Regions from separate parts of the Capra hircus genome. Here region 2 is linked to region 1. The links are chromatin contacts, called in public Hi-C maps. All regions are on one chromosome and are shown on one strand. The core of a region is the stretch at or near the end of the contact, and the rest is flanking DNA. Distances in the headings are between cores, read along the strand shown.

Region 1 (5,298 bases), core at 1,155-3,654:
CCTCTATCAGGGCTTTGCATTCGACCAGCAGCCAGGAGAGGAGGAGGATGGGTAAATCCTATTTCATTTAACTGCCTCGGTCTGGAGGTAATGTACAACACTTCCGCTTACCTTCCATCAATAAGAACTAGTTCCAGGAATTGGAAGAAGAGAACTTGGATATTGATGTAAAATAGTCCGATGTTCACTACAGAAGCGTGTGTGTGTGCCAAGTTGCTTCAGTCGTGTCCAACTCTTTGCGACCCCATGGACTGTAGCCCACCAGGCTCCTCTGTCCAGGGAATTATCCAGGCAAGAGTACTGAAGTGAGTAGGCATTCCCTTATCAGGGAATCTTCCCAACCCAGGGATTGAACCCAGGTCTCCCACATTGCAGGAGGATTCTTTACCATCTGAGCCACCGGGGAAGCCCATTTACTATACATACACACCAGCAATATAGAGTTTGGTAAGATACAAAACTATTGTTAAAACTATTTGTCTCAGGGTGGGAAATGTCATGTTCCACTCCCCCAAAACCAGTCCACTCATACCAGGCCCAGTCAGGCACAAGCAAAATCTAGCCTTGGAAAATAGCTTTCTGTTTTTAGCATTTGTCTAGATTAAGGGATCTTGATGAAGTTTGGATCAAGGAAGTTTTTCTATAAAACAGCATACATAAATTTTTTTTAAAGTTGTTTTAATCTAGCCCTTAAGAAAACAGGCTCTAAGTCCTTTGTTGCCATGTCCGGTCTACAAGATGGCTCCAGTGATTCCTGCCTCCTGATAGTTACACCCTGGAACCGTTTCCTGCCATGCTGCAATGGGGCTGACTTGGGTAACCACAGACATGGTGAAAAGGAAAGAATGTGACAGTGAGGTCCATTGCAGCTTCCACCTTGTTATCTCTTGGCGCAATCCAGCTGCCATGTTGTAAGGACATCCAGGAAGCCCTGGTGGAGGAAGCTACCGGGCATGAAGCTGAGTGCTTGCGGTGAATGGGTGAAAAAAATCCCTGTGAAGAAGAAAGATCCTAAGCAACATGATGGATTCAGAAGCTCATGAAAAGAGGCCACCGATCCTAACATCTTCAAAATAAGATCTATCACGCCATATTACAAATACTGGTGAAATGAAGCAGTGAAACACACACACACACACACACACACGGAGAGATCCACCTGAGGAAGAAAGGAGATAGGCTGCTAACCCCCAGTACCAACTTCTGAACCACTGTGTATGCCATTTTGAATCAAATCCTCCAACTCCAGTTGGGACTTCAGGTGACCATAGCGTTGGTTGACCTCTTGACCATCATCTTCTGAGAGAGCCATAGACAGGACCATTCAGCTAAGTGAAGTGAAAGTGAAGGTCACTCAGTTGTGTCTGACTCTTTGTGACCGCATGGACTGTAGCCTACCAGGCTCCTCTGTCCATGGAATTCTCCAGGCTAGAATACTGGAGTGGATAGCCATTCCCTTCTCCAGGAGACCTTCCCAACCCAGGGATCGAACCCAGGTCTCCCCATTGAAGGCAGATTCTTTACCAGCTGAGCCACCAGGGAAGCCTGGAATGGGTAGCCTATCCCTTCTCCAGTGGGTGTTCCCAACCTAGGAATTGAATTGGGGTCTCCTGCATTGCAGGCAGGTTCTTTACCAGCTGAGTTATGAGCTAAGCCACTCTCCAACTCCTGATCTATAGCAATGGAGTGAAATGATAAATGGTTATTTTTATTTTGAACCACTAAATTTAGGAGCAATTTGTTCTGTACCAATAGCTAACTAAAATGCAGATCCCCAAGCTCCCCTGGCCATTCTGAGCTGTAAGCTTGAGATGAGGCTGGTGATTCTGAGGCAGAAGGACACCTCTGGCTCTCAGGAGAGTTCTGTGGCAGGGAAATGCCTTCCCCTTCACAGTCCCCATGTTTTGAGAGTCCCTCTCATTTCTAGAGCTCTCATATGTTCCAAGTACATGATGCTTCTTTTTGCCCCATAATCACTGCTTCCTTCTCTCTAGATCAGGTAACTGTCTGGTTCACAGTGTAACCCACACACTGCTTTCTTATTTACAGTGACCTGTCTCCCTGCATGTGTGTGTGCTAAGTCACTTCAGTCATGTCCAACTCTTTGCAACCTCATGGACTGTAGCCCACCCAGCTCCTCTGTCCATGAGATTCTCCAGGCATGGTTACTGGAGTGGGTTGCCATGCCCTCCTCAAGGAGATCTTCCCGACCCAGGAATCAAACCCTTCTCTCAATCAAATCCTGCATTGACCGATGAGTTCTTTACCCCACTAGCACCACCTGGGAATCCCATTTCCCTGCAAGGCCCAGGCAAACCAGGGGAGATGGCTCAGATACCACCCCAGAACACCCAGCTCCACCCAGGGGCCACTCAGAGCCTGGGCCCTCACCCGGCTGGGAGTACAGGGCCAGGCCTGGAGCCCAGGAGCAGGGAAGCTCCAGCTCTGCTCTGGGGGACTAAGCTGTTGGTAGGAACTCAGGCACAAAAGCAGGTCATTGCCAAATGCTTTGGGGATGGAGCTGCGTCTCAGTGGCAGGGCACTTGACTGGAAAATCCTTTGGGAAGAGATGAAAAAATGGAAACTGGTCCCGGGGGAACACAGACAAAGGATTTTTTTTTTTTTTTTTTTGCCAAATGTGCCCAACATTCAGAGAAGTTTCCTGAAGATACCACCTGACCTGGCTGTGAAGAGCTAATACTAGTCTAAATCAAGGAATTGTCAAACTACATGCTGCTGCTGCTGCTAAGTCGCTTCAGTCGTGTCCGACTCTTGTGCGACCCCATAGACAGCAGCCCATCAGGCTCCTCCGTCCCTGGGATTCTCCAGGCAGAACACTGGAGTGGGTTGCCATTTCCTTCTCCAATGCATGAAAGTGAAAAGTGAAAGTGAAGTCGCTCAGTCGTGTCCAGCTCGCAGCGACCCCATGGCCTGCAGCCTTCCAGGTTCCTCCATCCATGGGATTTTCCAGGCAAGAGTGCTGGAGTGGGATGCCATTGCCTTCTCCGTCAAACTACATACCATGAGCCAAATTCAGATAGTGCCTGGTTTTCATACAACCCAAGACCTGAGAACAATTTTTACATTTTTAAATGATTGGGAAAAAAAATCAAGAGAAGAAGACTATCTTTATTTGAAATTCCAGTTCTTCATATCTCAAAATCAAGTTTTGGTGGAACCCAGAATGCTTAATTATGTATTGTCTATGACTGCTTCCATGTGTGTTGCCCCCACAGAGACCCTGTGGCAGACAAATCCTCAAATGTTTACTCTCAAGCCCTTGAGAGGGACCTTCTGTCTCAGCAGAAAGTGATGACTTCCTTCCCAGATAGAAGGGACATGCAGGAGAGCCTCCAGGTGAGAAAGTCCATGGTGTGCATGAAAAGCTGCCCGCTATGGGTACTGTGATCTGGGCATGGAGGCGAGGCAGAGAGAGGAGGAAATGAGGCCAGGGCCACATCATGGAGAGGTCAAGGCTTTCACTTGGACAGTGCCCTGCACGGAATGGGGAGGAAGCTGTGGAACCAGGAAGATGCGGCAATGAGAACCAAGGTCTAGACGGGGGCGGGTGCAAGTCAGCCACGGAAAAGATTGAGATTGGAGCCTAAAAGTGGAAGAACAGTACATACAGCAGGGAAAAGGAGCCAAGAAAAATGGAAGAAACCCACCCATAGGCAATTTTGCAGAAGAACAGCAACCGCAGTAACCCAGGCATTACTGTCAAGTCATCACTGCCCCTTCAGATGCTTGAAAGTGAAAGCGAAAATCACTCAGTCATGTCACGTCTCTTTGCGACCCCATAGACTATACAGTCCATGGAATTCTCTAGGCCAGAACACTGGAGTGGGCAGCCGTCCCCTTCTCCAGGGGTTCTTCCCAACCCAGGGATCGAACCCAGGTCTCCCACGTTGCAGGCACATTCTTTACCAGCTGAGCAATCAGGGAAGCCCAAGAATACTGGAGTGGATAGCCTATCTACTCTCCAGGGGATCTCCCCAATCCAGGATAGATCCAAGGTCTCCTGCATTGCAGGCAGATTCTTTACCAGCTGAGCTACCAGGGAAGCCCCTCAGATGCTTAGTTGATATAAATAAAAGGCTTATTTTCATTATTTATTTTCCAAGTGTGTAATGAATCTCTCCAGTGGGAAGTTACCCTTTTGTATATTCTCAGATCAGGGACTTGAAGATAGGATAATGCACCCAAAGACACTTTATAATCAGTAGGAACCTACATCAATGTCAGCAGCTATTGATCAGTTGAGCCTAGATTAGGGCCAGGTCACGGTGGGACAGTTTAGATGGTTAAATAATGTCTTTTCTTTGATATTTCTCACCACTGGCCATTTAGCCTAAAGGTGCTTATTCTCCATTCATCTGTGTTGCTCTTTGAGTGACTCTCAGGAGGTAGTCATGTCTACGAGTTGTCAGTTTGGCAAACAGGTTAATTACCTCTTGCCATCTGTCTCTGTTGGAGAAGAACCAGCATAACCATCATCCACAAGACAAACTGTCTCTATAATTATACCGAATATTTGGGGTGGGGGAGGTTAAAGATCCAGGACTAGTCTAATCTCTTGTTGGTAATTTGTCATTTAGATGGTCTTCCTGTAAAAGGTGAAGGACAGGAACTGTGGGAGGAGGGCAAGAAAAGATGGTGTGCTTCAGAGAATCCTTTTAACCTCAAGGACACCCGAGGAACATTGAGTCTCGGGCATTAAAACAAGCAAAATGACTCGGAAGCCATGGGAGATGCTTTCTCAGCGCTATTTTGCCTTTATTTACCTTTTGGGGAGCGGGGGGAAATGAAGTCAGAATTATTTTTAAATAAGAAAGATGCTAAAAACAAACCCATTAAAAGGCACAAATTAAATATTCATACGCACAATCCCACATCCTTAATGGGCATTCTTCCAGGAGGAGGTGGGCTGCCTGCCTCTTCTTTAAGGGACATTCATCTCCCTCAGAGCCTCCCTCTGGTGGCCACCTCCCGTCCTCCCTGCATATCCGCATTGCAAGTCGACAGTCCTTTGAATCTCTGCACTGCCTACCATGTTCTTTTTTTGGTGGCGGGGGCGGGATTTCCTTTTTAAACCGTTGCCTCAAGCGCAAACAAAAAGGGGGCTGAACGGGCCACTTTTCCCTAAAAAGCAAATTCTCACCGTTCATTTCTGGGAGGAAGGCAGGCGTCAGAAAAGCCGGCTTGGGGACAGTGAACATACAGCGAAGGGCGTGTTTTGAATTGATGAGGGAATGTGATATTTCCACTGGCCATTAAACCAGTGACATCAGACCCACT
Region 2 (5,298 bases), core at 869-3,368, 370 kb after region 1:
ATTGTGGACGAGTAAAGTATTCAAGTTTATGGTCGAGTGAGGAGAGGAAAGAAAATGCCTTCTACCTCAGTCTTGGTGGAGGAGGAATATTTTTATTAAATGGGGAAAAGAACAAGGGAAACCAAGCTGAGAGAACAGCATAAACAAAAATCAAAGAGGTGTGAAAAGGGGCCCTGTGTTCAACAGCACACAGACTGTGCTCAAATGGAAGTTCTCAGATTGAATGGTCAAGTTCTCAGGAGATGGAGTAGGAGGTAAGATTAGAGAAGTGGAAAGCAGTCAGCTGACCTTGGAAGGCTTTGAACACACACACACAGACACACTGAGGAACCTGGATTATTGGAGGGGGAAGCTCCTGAAGCTTTTGGAGGGAGGGGATGGTCTGTGCTGTGGTCTGAGACTGTCATTTTGGGGGCAGTGTGACGGATAAGCTGGTAGAGCATCACTGGTAGCAGGAAAAGAATCGGCAGGTCTCCGTGGTGTGCTGGAAAGGAGAAGAGGGGCACTGCCGGGTGGCAGAAGAGGAGGAGGAGAGGCAGTGTGGAAGCGGGGAGGGAGAAGTAAGTCAGGATGAGTCAGGTGTTGGGCCAAGAGGCTGGTGTTAAGTTCCAAGACAGGCTGCCAGGGAGAGGAACCGGTTGGATGGGCCTGAGAGGGAGGCATGGTGGCCCATGTGCAGGGGCAGTTCAGCTGCAGGAGAGACGCAGGTCTGTCCACCCTGGCAGTCACCAAAGCCCGGAGATTTGATAGGAGGGCCCACACAAATGCATAACGGGAAAACAGACCCTTGGGAATCCAACATCTAAGTGCTTGGCAAGGGGCGGAGGATTTGGAGAAGAACCAAAGAAAAAGTGGCCAAATGAGGCAGTAAGAAAACCGAAGGAGAAAGTATGGTAAGGAAGGAAGGAAAGAACCTCCCTGAGAAAGAGTGGAGTAACCGTCTCAAAGGCCGAAGAGATGACAACAGATTCCAACAAAAACAGATATTAGGCTTGGCAACTAAGAGATAAGGGAGAGAAAGAACAGTGGGTTGAAGAGAAATAAGGAACAGACTGGGTGTGGCCTTCTTTTTTTAAGCAAAGTTCAGAAAGGACAAGCAGTAGTGAGGAGAGATAAGAGCAAAGAAAGACACTTTGCTCTCATGAAGAATGTCGTGAGCATGTAAGCTGAGGGGATGAGGAAAGGAAACAGGAGACAGGAAAGATAAGAGGTGGGGTACTCCTTGGAATGTAACTCTGGGGAGATGGAAGGATAGGGACATCCTTAATCCAAAATTTGGGGTGGGGGTGTGTACTGTAAATATAGTCTAATAAAAACATTAGATTGTGAATATAATGATGGGAACTCAAAACTTACTATTTATTGAAAAAATATGCAAGAACTGCTAATGCACACCTTCATATATAAAAACATGGCTTTTTCAAGCTTTTAAAAGCTAGAACTAATTCCCTTGGTCTTAGGAACCAAGAATTGGTGCAACTCTATATAAAATTAAGGAATCTATTCACCTTCTCTATACTAATTACGCTTTTTATGTTAACTTTACCAGTAGGTGTAGGGGTTAGTCTTGTCAAGAGTCAGAAACATCTTCCCTGAGCTAGGGGAAGAAGAAAAATAAAGAGAGGATAAACTTTGAGGTGGACTTGAGAGAGCTTAAAGGGTGTGCCTTCACTAAAGTTGCTGGTAATAGCATCTGCTGGGTGAGTGGAAGCAAAGATGGGGCTAGGTGTCCAAGGGCAAGAAGGGAGATTCAGAGCACGTGCTAAAGAACATAGACTAGGGACTTTCCTGGTAGTCCAGGGGCTAAGACTCTGTGCCCCCAATGCTGGGGGCCTGGGTTTGATCCCTGGTCAGGGAAATAGATCCCACATGCTGCAATTAAGAGTTCCCATGCCACAAGTAAAGATCTTGGATTCAGCAGTGGAGATCAGAGATACCATGTGCCATAGCTAAGACCTAGTGCAACCAAATAAATAAATATTTTTTTAAAAACCACAGGCTAGAGAGTCAGTGGGGCTGACTACAGCCATCTGTGAAAGGAATCCTGGACCCCACTGAGGCTGACCACCACGAACCAATGTGATTACTCAGCAACTTTGAAACTAGTGTGAAGAACCCTGGCACACATGGGTTGCCCAAGGTTGGGGACCAGCAGAGCCATGAGGGGAAAGATCAACAGGGAAGGCAGAGTGCTAACCAGTATCCAACCTGCAGTGATTGAGCATAATTCCCAGGCTGAGTGGAGCGTGAAACCAACCAGGAAAACAGGTGCATGAAGGATGAGTCAGAGAACTGGTTCATCAAGAGTCTGGGTGGAGAGATGGAAATACAGAGGTCTGTCACTGAAGGGGGACTTCTGGAGTCCTACCTGCAAGGGAGGGCACTTCTGGGTGATGACAGGCTCTGGGGGCGGCTGTGATTATGCGTTGCTTGCTGTTCTAGAGTGAAGGGAAAGGTTAGATGTCCTAAAGGATATGAGGATCCGAGTGTATGGGGAAGGGGTCTATGCTGGGGCAGGGAGGAGGCAAGTAGAGCGGTAAATGGGACGATGCTCATGAGAGTAGAACTGGGTGGGAAATGACGCTATCTGAGATTTCTGAGAAAGTCTGTTTGCTCTTTGCATACTTTTTGAAAAGTCTTTGAAGCTTGTCCTCAGGGGCTGTCAGCAGCGCTTCCGTGCCCAGGAAATGAATGTGCATGGGTGTGGGCTTTGAGTGAGGCGTGAGTCTCAGCTCATCAGGGCCTTCCAAGGGGTCAGGTAACTCGCGCAGAGAGGTGAATGCATTTTCTTCATACTTAATCATTTGTCTGCTGGCCTCGTCTCTTGGAATGCCCTTCTGAGCAATGGCAGGTACCATTCATAAGCCCCACCTGTTGTTCACCTGTCCCTGGGGAAATCAAAACTGCCAAAGGGGTTCTGAAAGGCAGTTATTGGCCATTACAAAATGAAGCTAGCTTATGGAACTTCCTCTTTCTCCCACGCTAGGGGGTGTATATTCCAAGCAGTGTTCCCTTTATATTTTATAAGGGTTAACAGAGTCACGGTAGAATTGTACTTTTTTGTCCCTGACCCTTTTAGGATGTAAAATCTATTTTTTTCAGCTACAAATGCTTGAGCACCATACAGTGTGCTGAGTACTTTGTATGCTTATTTCTTCCTTTTAGCAAAATGCCTTCTGCTAAAGGTCTTGTTCTCCCCCTTCTAGAGAAATAAAAACAGAGGCTCAGAGATGGAAAGTAAACTGCCCTAGTTTATGCAATCTGGACTGAGTCCAGATTCAAACCCAGTTCTGCCTGGCCCCAGAGATGGTCTTAACTACATTGTTCCCAGGGAAAATGAAAGCACTCTTATTTACTATATTATATCCACTATAAGGTTGTGATAATTTTCTATTTTATTTAAGCAGGATTATTACTAATTTGAATTTTTCACTTTCCTTAAGACTATTTCTTAAATTATTTTCTTAAAGCTTTCAAAAGATATTTACTCTTTTTAAATGAAATGCGTAATGGGAAAAATATCAAAAAATGTATCATTGTTCTACTATTTAACACCTTAAGAAGTTAGGTTCCTCCTAAAGGGTCAACACAACTTAGCAACTGAACAAACGACAAAGAACAAAACCGCCTTCTGGTCCTTTAATTCTGTGATGGTCCTTGACTGACCTCTAGTGGAAAATGTGGGAATAGTACGTTTTGATATTAAATGTCAAGGCAAGAAAAAAACACTGAGTTCTTAAAGTCAAGCTTATAAATATCAAGAAACTTCCTGGAAATTAGCCATATGGTCCATCTATATATGTGGTATATACACTAACTTTTGTCCAGATTAATTGGTAATAGGGTGCAGGTAGAAACTGTTGGATTTTCTATATACACATGGTTCTGCAAATGCCCTTCACAGAAATTGAGCTAACATTTGTGTCTAAAATTAACTTGACTAGTAACCTCAAACTCTAAATGTATGGTAAAAATATCAGTGTTATAAAAAAGAATAAACGCTTATTTTCTCAAAATTAAGGTGACTGCATCAAGGCTTTTGTTTTTTAATTGCCACTTAGCCTAGGCATTTTTACTGTGATGTCACATACTGCAACAAAGTAAAATTATTTTGTAAGTTATTCTTAGCATAATATAGGCTCAGTCACACTGCCTTGAAAAATGAAAATGACATTCAAGATGCAAGAAAGCCTACCTAATTTTTTTTCTTCTTTGAATCCTTGGGCAAAATAATTCATGTTAAGGCCCTTAACTTATCTTTTTATAGTTCCCTAAACATTGATAACATATGACAACAATCATAACCAAAAGAAGCCTCAAAGCAATAAACTTCAGAAGCTCAGGGTTGAGGTGGGGAGAAGGATGTATGTATAGGAAGCAAGAGTCAAGGTTGCGGGAGTAGATGGTAACTAACTGGGTTAAATGGCTGTCGTTTGCTACCAGTAGCAAGTATGAAAGGTGAATCCTATCTGACCATCTTCAGGTTGAGGGAACTTATGCAGAAATGTGAGAGCACTTGCCTAGTTAAGAGCTAGAGCCGAATCATGGACTGTGTCCTCCAGGGCTCATCTCCCACACTGCAGCTCTTTCTCCCCCTCGGGATATTCCAGGGCACACAAACGAGATGGTGGTGCAGGCATGCTGCAGGGAGCTGGGAGAGTCAGCTGATAAGTGCATCATATTTGGAGGGAGGAAAACATAGGCACTATTTTGCATTCAGCTCAAAAGAGTTATCATGCCCCCGTGATAGGAGGAGGGCTGATGGTGTAGGCTCTGTTCCTTGAACCTTTGATTGCATAGATTTGAGATTGGATTCAATAGAACAGGGTTGCATAGAAGGAATCTAGATTGTGTGATAAGCTGCTCAGCCAAGGTATGGATCCTTTGGTGAAAGTGTCTTTCTCTCTTTCCCTCTTCTTTTCCCTTCCTCCTCCTCTCTCTATCTTCTCCCCCCTACCCCTACCTTCCCTCCTTTCTTCCTTCCCTTTTTTCTTGCCTGGTGGAGGCTGTAAGCTTAGCCCTGGGGCACCAAAGGAACAGCATCTACCACCCACATGAGGATGCTCAACTGTTTGAATCCCTTGAAATAGGTATTAGTGCCTAAAAGAAAGGAGTTTTAGTTCTATAAAAACTTTCAAAAACCACTCATCCCAGTGGGATAAAACGTGTCTTGGGATTGGTAGTTTAAAACAGGAACAAACAAAACAGGTCTTTGTAATTATAACTACATCTTCTTTATTTCAGGCCAAGCAAGCAATACTTGAAATGGATGCCATTCGTAAGTTCTGTTTTCTTACA

Evidence for each region. Hi-C and Micro-C count contacts between places; a contact is called where the count stands out from the background.
Region 2: a contact with region 1 is called in a Hi-C map of blood, with 8 times the contacts expected there. The contact joins two enhancer-like sites. A contact is called at or near these places in 3 of 5 Hi-C or Micro-C datasets (blood and liver).

Annotation. Positions count from the first base shown.
Region 1 is chr9:74,858,612-74,863,909 of ARS1.2, forward strand. No RefSeq gene overlaps it. Among named protein-coding and RNA genes, the nearest start is that of IYD, 52 kb to the left of the region's middle. Within about 2 kb of position 2,405, at least 1 of the 5 cell types and tissues checked has an H3K27ac peak or open chromatin away from gene starts, as enhancers often do.
Region 2 is chr9:75,233,858-75,239,155 of ARS1.2, forward strand. PLEKHG1 (pleckstrin homology domain-containing family G member 1) reads left to right here. Exons shown (of 17, transcript XM_018053355.1): 12 at 5,245-5,278. Among named protein-coding and RNA genes, the nearest start is that of MTHFD1L, 46 kb to the right of the region's middle. Within about 2 kb of position 2,119, at least 2 of the 5 cell types and tissues checked have an H3K27ac peak or open chromatin away from gene starts, as enhancers often do.